Regions from separate parts of the Mus musculus genome. Here region 2 is linked to region 1. A link is a contact called in public Hi-C data. All regions are on one chromosome and are shown on one strand. Each heading gives the region's core, a stretch centred on a gene start, on an enhancer-like site or on the middle of the called end of the contact. The rest is flanking DNA. Distances are from core to core; before and after follow the strand shown.

Region 1 (3,238 bases), core at 431-2,930:
ACAGGTAGGGATATAGGTCAAGGGTAGAGTGTTTTTCTAACATGTAGAAGCCCCAGGTTCAATCCCCAGTACTGCAAAAAAGAAAGAGAGAGAGGAGAAAGGAATATGGAGACACAGGGAAAAATAAAAATAAATAAACCTAAAATTTTATAGAGCATCAATGAAAGGATCATATCTTCTGGAAACTGTGAGACTAGACACAAGTAGATGACCAGTAACAGACAAGTTATTCTAGGTAAGACAAAGAACGCTTCGTGGGAAAGACAGTCACTCAGTTAACCCTAACCAAATGAATTGACGGGGACCTGGTTTTTATTATCTGTGGAATGTGTGGTTGGGGAAAAAGTTCTCTGAAAAACTCTTTTCCATGTTTCTGAGAGGAACACAGATCCAATTGATCCAGCACCAGAGACTCTTATCAGAGAGGCTGAACTCAAACACTTCCTGCCTGTGTGACCATGAACCTCACTTGGCCCCTTTCTTTGTTCTCTCTTAACCTCAGTTTCTTAGACATCAAATGGAGTTGGGGCCAACAAGAAGGTTTAGCAAGAACAGTACCTGCCACCAAGCCTGGCACCCCAATCTCAGTCCATGAGACACACGTGGGATGACTTCCACAAGCTGTCCTGTCCCTTCACACCCAGCCCACCTCACACACATACAAAATAAAGTGTAATAATGTTTTTAAAAGAATATGGAAATAGTAACATTCATAAGTTGATGTAGAATGCAATGATTAAGAGTATGAACAAGAGACTGGAGCTAGGAAGATGGCTCACTCAATAAAACACCTACTGGGCAAGCGCAAGGAACTGAGTATTCACCCCCAACATCAAGGTCAAAAGTCATGAACCATCCATGCCCTCAGTGCTGGGGAGATGGACAAAGGCTCAAGGCTTGCTGGCCAGTTGGTGTATCCAAATCAGTGAGCTCCTTGTTCAGTGAGAGATCCTAAATTCAATACTGATGTCTGCCCTCTAAAACGAGTACACACAATACACACACACAGACACATACACACACACACACACACACACACACACCACTCACTCACTGAAGACCCAGAGCTGGTTAGTTGGGAGTGTTTACATGAGAAGGTGTGGTCCCAGTTAGAATGTGAACATCAGGGAAGCCAGAAAGCTGTAGTCAACAAAGGGCCAAAGGAGTTCTCTCATTGCTGGACGAAAGTATCTGATCTGCGGAGCCCAGCTTCCTGATTGGCCGGAGAGGCAGCCAGCCGCCTGCCATGTCCCTGGAGCTTTGGGCACAGTGAAGCAGGGCAAAGGGGAGGAGAGAGGGAAAACAAAATAAAAGGCTGGTGTCTAAAAAGAGCAAACAGATGAGATGCATCTGTGGGCTGGGACAGAGTGAGACACAATCCTGGGTTTCTTGCTATTCATCTGGGTCAAGTCACTACAGCCAAGCTAAGGAAACAGCACAGGCAGATAGAAGTTAGAGAGAAGCCTAACTCTGGGGGGGGGGGGGGGGGGGGTCTTCCTGGTCATGGAAGCGTTCGCTCTCCCACCTGCCTGCTGGAACCCAGGAGCAGAGGAGGAGGAAGAGGAGGAGGAAGGAGGAGGGCGAGGGAAACAACAGAGGAAGGCAGAGGAGGAAAACCCTGGCAGCAGCCACTGGGGTTACTCTCGGTCAGTGCCCTCTCTAAGCCCCAGCTTAAGTTTCAAGTTCTCTGCAGTCTTGTGCTCTATACAAAAGGAACCACAGCCATCAACAGCTTGAGACGTGGGTGGAGGAGAGAAATGGGGAAAAGGAGAAGCAGAGAAAGAAGCCTTGCCAGCAGCCCCAGCCTGCATACCCTTCTTAAATGGACCCCCTAGGCAGCAGCAGGGTGGAGTAGAGGTGGGGTTGAGGTCTCCTAGCCCTGGCTGGTCAAATGAGCAAAGACTTGGGGGTGGGGGGCTGGATGACAGTCTTGTGGTTCTATTTAGCCTATTTGATTAGTCTTATAAACAAGACTTTGGAATATTTTCAGCTACAAAGGGGCTGGAAATAATCACACCTGTTTATTAGTTGGTTGGTTACTTAGTTCCTTTCTGAGTCTCACGGCTTCCAATTCCTCATTCTCCTACTTCCACCTCCACAAGCTGCCATTATAAACACACCATCATGCCCAACTTCGGGTATCTGTTGCTTTGGTTCATTTTGTGGTGCTGGGCCTGTGAGATGTCTCCAGAAGACTTTGTGGGGTGCTCTGGAGAGAAGGAATAGTAGCTGGGTGGATATGCCCTGGGGAACCTGTGAGCGTGGACGAGGGTGAGCCAGACTGTGGGCACACATGCCTTGAGACCTCCATGGTGGTCACGGGGCCCCGGAGAATTTTCTTGCCCTGCAGTGAAGGCTTTCTCAACAGCACAGAAGAAGTGCTAATTGGAGTCTAATGAACCTGGGTCACATTTCCATTACAGAATGTTCTACTTCTGTGGACATTGGAAGTCACTTTTCAGGCCCTCCAAGTTTCTGGGTTCCGAAAGCACTAATAACACCAAGCATGGCTTACAGTGCACAAGAAAATATAAACTGGAGACTAAATATAGTCAAAATACATGCTGATAAAATCGTCATGGCAATTAGATGACCAGTTCCCAAGAGACCTGACTATTCGTGGCTATACACCCTGAACCGTTTGCTGCCAAAACCTCGTCTTTAGACCAACAGAAATTGTACAACTTTAGACACTGTATGCTGTTTAAATTATTTGGTGCATCAGTTAAATGTCTACTGTATCACAGTACCAGTGCTAAGGATAAAAGGGGAAAAAACCTAGTTAGTGCTTCCCAAAGGCAGGGACAAAAGGGGTATCGTATGACATAATCCCGGCCCTTGCTATCCAAGAGATTGTGGGCATCCAGTAAGAACAGAGCAGCCCTGTGTGCTATTGAGAATCAGTCACAATTGAGATGACAGCAGGAAGGAAACACCTTTCCCCAGATCCATGCTCTAAGGCAGCCACTGGCTGACAGGAGAAGAATGCTGGGAAACTGGAGGCCTCCCAGGAAATCAGTCATCAGAGAGAGTCCTCTCAGACGAGCTTACGATTTTTATGAAAGCGCTTTTTAAAAAGATTGAAGAGACACACACACACACATATACATAGATGAAAGCAAACACTCATAAAACAATATAAATCTTCTTTTTAAAGACCTTGAGGGGTGGGCTCATTCTTCTGTCTCTTCTACCAAGTTAAGAGTCAAAAGAGCCCTCCAGGAGACGGTAGCCCACA
Region 2 (3,055 bases), core at 508-3,007, 350 kb after region 1:
ACAGGCTTGACCAAGTATCACTGACTTATCGATTTCCCTGGGCATTTGAGCCTCATGATTTTACTAATACACTAAGTATGCATCTGTCTGTCAGCATATGCAAACAGCATCAGAAAGTCCGTGTGTCCACCCTGAATGCTAATTTATTAAAGACTTAACTAACTACACACTAGAAAAATCTTATCTGTGAGGCCAGCATGAAGACAAAGCCAAATTAGTTAATATCCCCTTTCCCCAGGGTTTCTCTGTGTAGTCCTGGCTGACCTGGAACTCACTCTGTAGACCAGGCTGGCCTCTAATTCAGAGATTTGCCTGCCTCTGCCTCCCAAACTCTAAGATTAAAGTCGTGCACCACCACCACCTGACTCAGAATTACGTACTTGTGATTGATAAATAGTTTTGTTTTGGGTTGATTGGTTTGTTTTGTTTTGTTTTCCCATGACAGGGTTTCTCTGGATGGCCCTGGCTGCCCTGGGACTCCCTCTGTAGCCCAGTTTGTCCTTTAACTTGGGGTGTGTGATATCACCTCCTGGCTTAGAATTATTTACTTTTAATTGGTAAATAGTGTTTTAAATAAAATCCAATCAAATGAAGTCCTTCATGACCCCACCTCATGTGATAATAAGGTTAACAACTTACTCTGTCTCACTCCAGAGTCACTGTATAGGTAGTAACTTCTATTATACAGTTCCATTATCCAGTAGCCCTCAGGTTTTGTTGCACACATTGCTTGTTAACTTGGGGGCAGCCAGAGAACAGGGAGCAGACTGCCTGACTAGATGAAATCAAATAAAGGAGAGTAGGACGATTCTAAGAAAATCAGCGCTTTAGTTGGTAAATCTAACTTAGGATTTAAAAAAAACCCAAACCAAACCAACCAAACAACATGGGAGCTGTAAAGGTGGTTCAGTGGTTAAGAGCATGCACCGCTCTTGTTGAAGACCTGAGTTCAGTTCCCAGCACCCAGTGTCAGGTGGCTCATAACAGCCTCCTAACTCCAGTGCCAAGGGGACCTGATGTCTCCTGTGCCTCCATGGGCTCCATCACCTGTACACACCCACACAAAGATTCATACTTGGAAATTAAGATAAATCTTTGAAGGGCATGGCTATTTGTCAGGTTTCCTTAGCACTTTGACGGGGCACTTTGGCTTTCTTCTGTCTGATGTGATAGCTGTACAAATATAGCTCCCTCCAGTTCACATGGAATCAGGACTTCCCATGGTGGGGCTGGGGACAGGGTCTGGGGACATTCTGTTTTTCATGTAACGCTTTACTGAAATATAATCCACAGCTGTACGATTTTCTCAACTAAGATTTACTGCTGGGTGGTTTTTATTACTTCCTCATAGTTGTGTGAATCATCACCTTAATCAATTTTAGAACACGCTCACAAGCTGTTCTCCCACTAACAAAACCCCAGTTACTTCTCCTTCCCCATTTTTCTAAACTCCCACTCAGCCCCGGGGCAGGCACTGCGCTAACTGCAAACTAGAGATTTATCTGTTTTGCAGCTTGCACACAGGCGTCTGGGTCCCTTCACAGAGTGTTTTCAAGGTTTGCCCATGTTGTGTCCTATATCACAACTTCTTGCATTTCCATTGGACAGATATTTCAGAGCTGAGGTGGACCACACTGTATATGATCCCTCATCAAACATTTGTATGGAATTTTAAAAAATTTAATTAACTCTATGTGTCTGGGCGTTTGGTCTGCCTGTATGTCTGTGTACCACATGCTTGCCTGATGCCCTGGAGGCCAGAAGAGGGCGGAGGCCAGAGGAGTGTGTTGGATTCCTTAGAATAACCACCTTGTGGGTGGCTGAGAATCGAACCCAGGTACTCTATAAGAGCAGTGGTCTTAGGTATTGGACCATCTCTCTAAGACCCTGATATGGGATTTCTCTTTTTTTTCTTTGTTTCTTTCTTTCTTTTTTTTTTTTTTTTTGGTTTTTGGAGACAGGGTTTCTCTGTATAGCGCTGGCTGTCCTGGAACTCAATTTTGTAGACCAGGTGGCCTCGAACTCAGAAATCTACCTGCCTCTGCTTCCCTCTGCTGGGATTAAAGGCGTGCGCCACCACACCCGGCTAAGGGATTTCTTAATGGCAAAGAATCACTGTATATTTTTGCTCTTCCTGAAGTGCAGACATTTTCCAGAGTAGATGCTGCAGATGGTCAAGAGGAAACAACAGCCTGCTTCTACCTGTGAAACACCACTGGAGTGTTTTTCTTCAAATACCAAGAGTAATTATTCAGACATTTGGGAATTACCTATGAAATCAAAACATAAAATGCTTTAATATGTTTTCTTGGTTAGGATCTGTAATTTTCTTATAATAAAAGGGCTAACTGTATAAAATGTGATCAAGATCTTTTTTCCTATAATTCTTACACATTTCCTTTCCCTGTCTCCCCCTACCCCCCCCCCTTTTCCACATAGGATATTTCAGTGTCATTGGGTAGAGTAGCCATGGCTTATTTGCTTAACTGAAAAGAGAGGCCCAAAGGTGAGGATCAAGCGATGGATTCCCATCTGGTCCAGCATAGCTTTTTCCCATGGTAATGACCAAAGGAATAGATTCGTAAAATCATCATGTTCATTATGGGTTTCAGAACTAGTGTTCCCCCGACCTTCGTTAAAAATTTAAGACCTTCCAACATCTACACATCCCAGGACATGACATACACACCTTCAGCTGTGAAGATGAACTAATAATCTATCATAATCACACCGTCAGCTCCCACATTGTACATCATGTGAAAGCCAGTGTTCTCTTGTCTCTTGATCACAGTTGTGCACCCATTTATTTCTTCTTGGCTTTGCAAGCCTGAGTTTTACTTGATGTTACATCGTGGGGCGGTCTCACAGGTGTTTGGGGTGAGTATTTGTGGGAGTCCCTTTCTTTGATGCCGCCTAGAGCAGTTTCCTGGACTGCACTGGCAAAGGGCATGAAGAGCGGTGCGGAGGTGACGATGGGAAGAGAAGCTGGAGTTTGAGCAGGTGGGGGCTCCTTTCCCTGCTGTGCCAGCGTTTTCTCCTCACACTCCTGCCCCTC

What was found. A called contact is a pair of places that touch in the nucleus more often than the background predicts.
Region 2: a contact with region 1 is called in a Hi-C map of bone marrow-derived macrophages, with 15 read pairs. The contact joins two enhancer-like sites. A contact is called at or near these places in 2 of 15 datasets of contacts at CTCF or cohesin (the NIH/3T3 cell line and pro-B cells), 13 of 484 Hi-C or Micro-C datasets (the 3T3-L1 cell line, 3T3-L1-derived adipocytes, B cells and 8 more), 5 of 115 datasets of contacts at active chromatin or transcription factors (bone marrow-derived macrophages, embryonic stem cells, extraembryonic endoderm stem cells and 2 more) and 1 of 9 other capture datasets (embryonic stem cells).

Annotation. Positions count from the first base shown.
Region 1 is chr4:53,114,356-53,117,593 of GRCm38.p6, forward strand. The region is part of intron 5 of Abca1 (ATP-binding cassette, sub-family A (ABC1), member 1); the gene reads right to left. Among named protein-coding and RNA genes, the nearest start is that of Abca1, 44 kb to the right of the region's middle. Within about 2 kb of position 1,681, at least 99 of the 459 cell types and tissues checked have an H3K27ac peak or open chromatin away from gene starts, as enhancers often do. A contact at or near this core is called in bone marrow-derived macrophages, where this site is marked.
Region 2 is chr4:53,467,839-53,470,893 of GRCm38.p6, forward strand. All of the region lies in intron 1 of Slc44a1 (solute carrier family 44, member 1), which reads left to right. Among named protein-coding and RNA genes, the nearest start is that of Slc44a1, 29 kb to the left of the region's middle. Within about 2 kb of position 1,758, at least 54 of the 459 cell types and tissues checked have an H3K27ac peak or open chromatin away from gene starts, as enhancers often do. A contact at or near this core is called in bone marrow-derived macrophages, where this site is marked.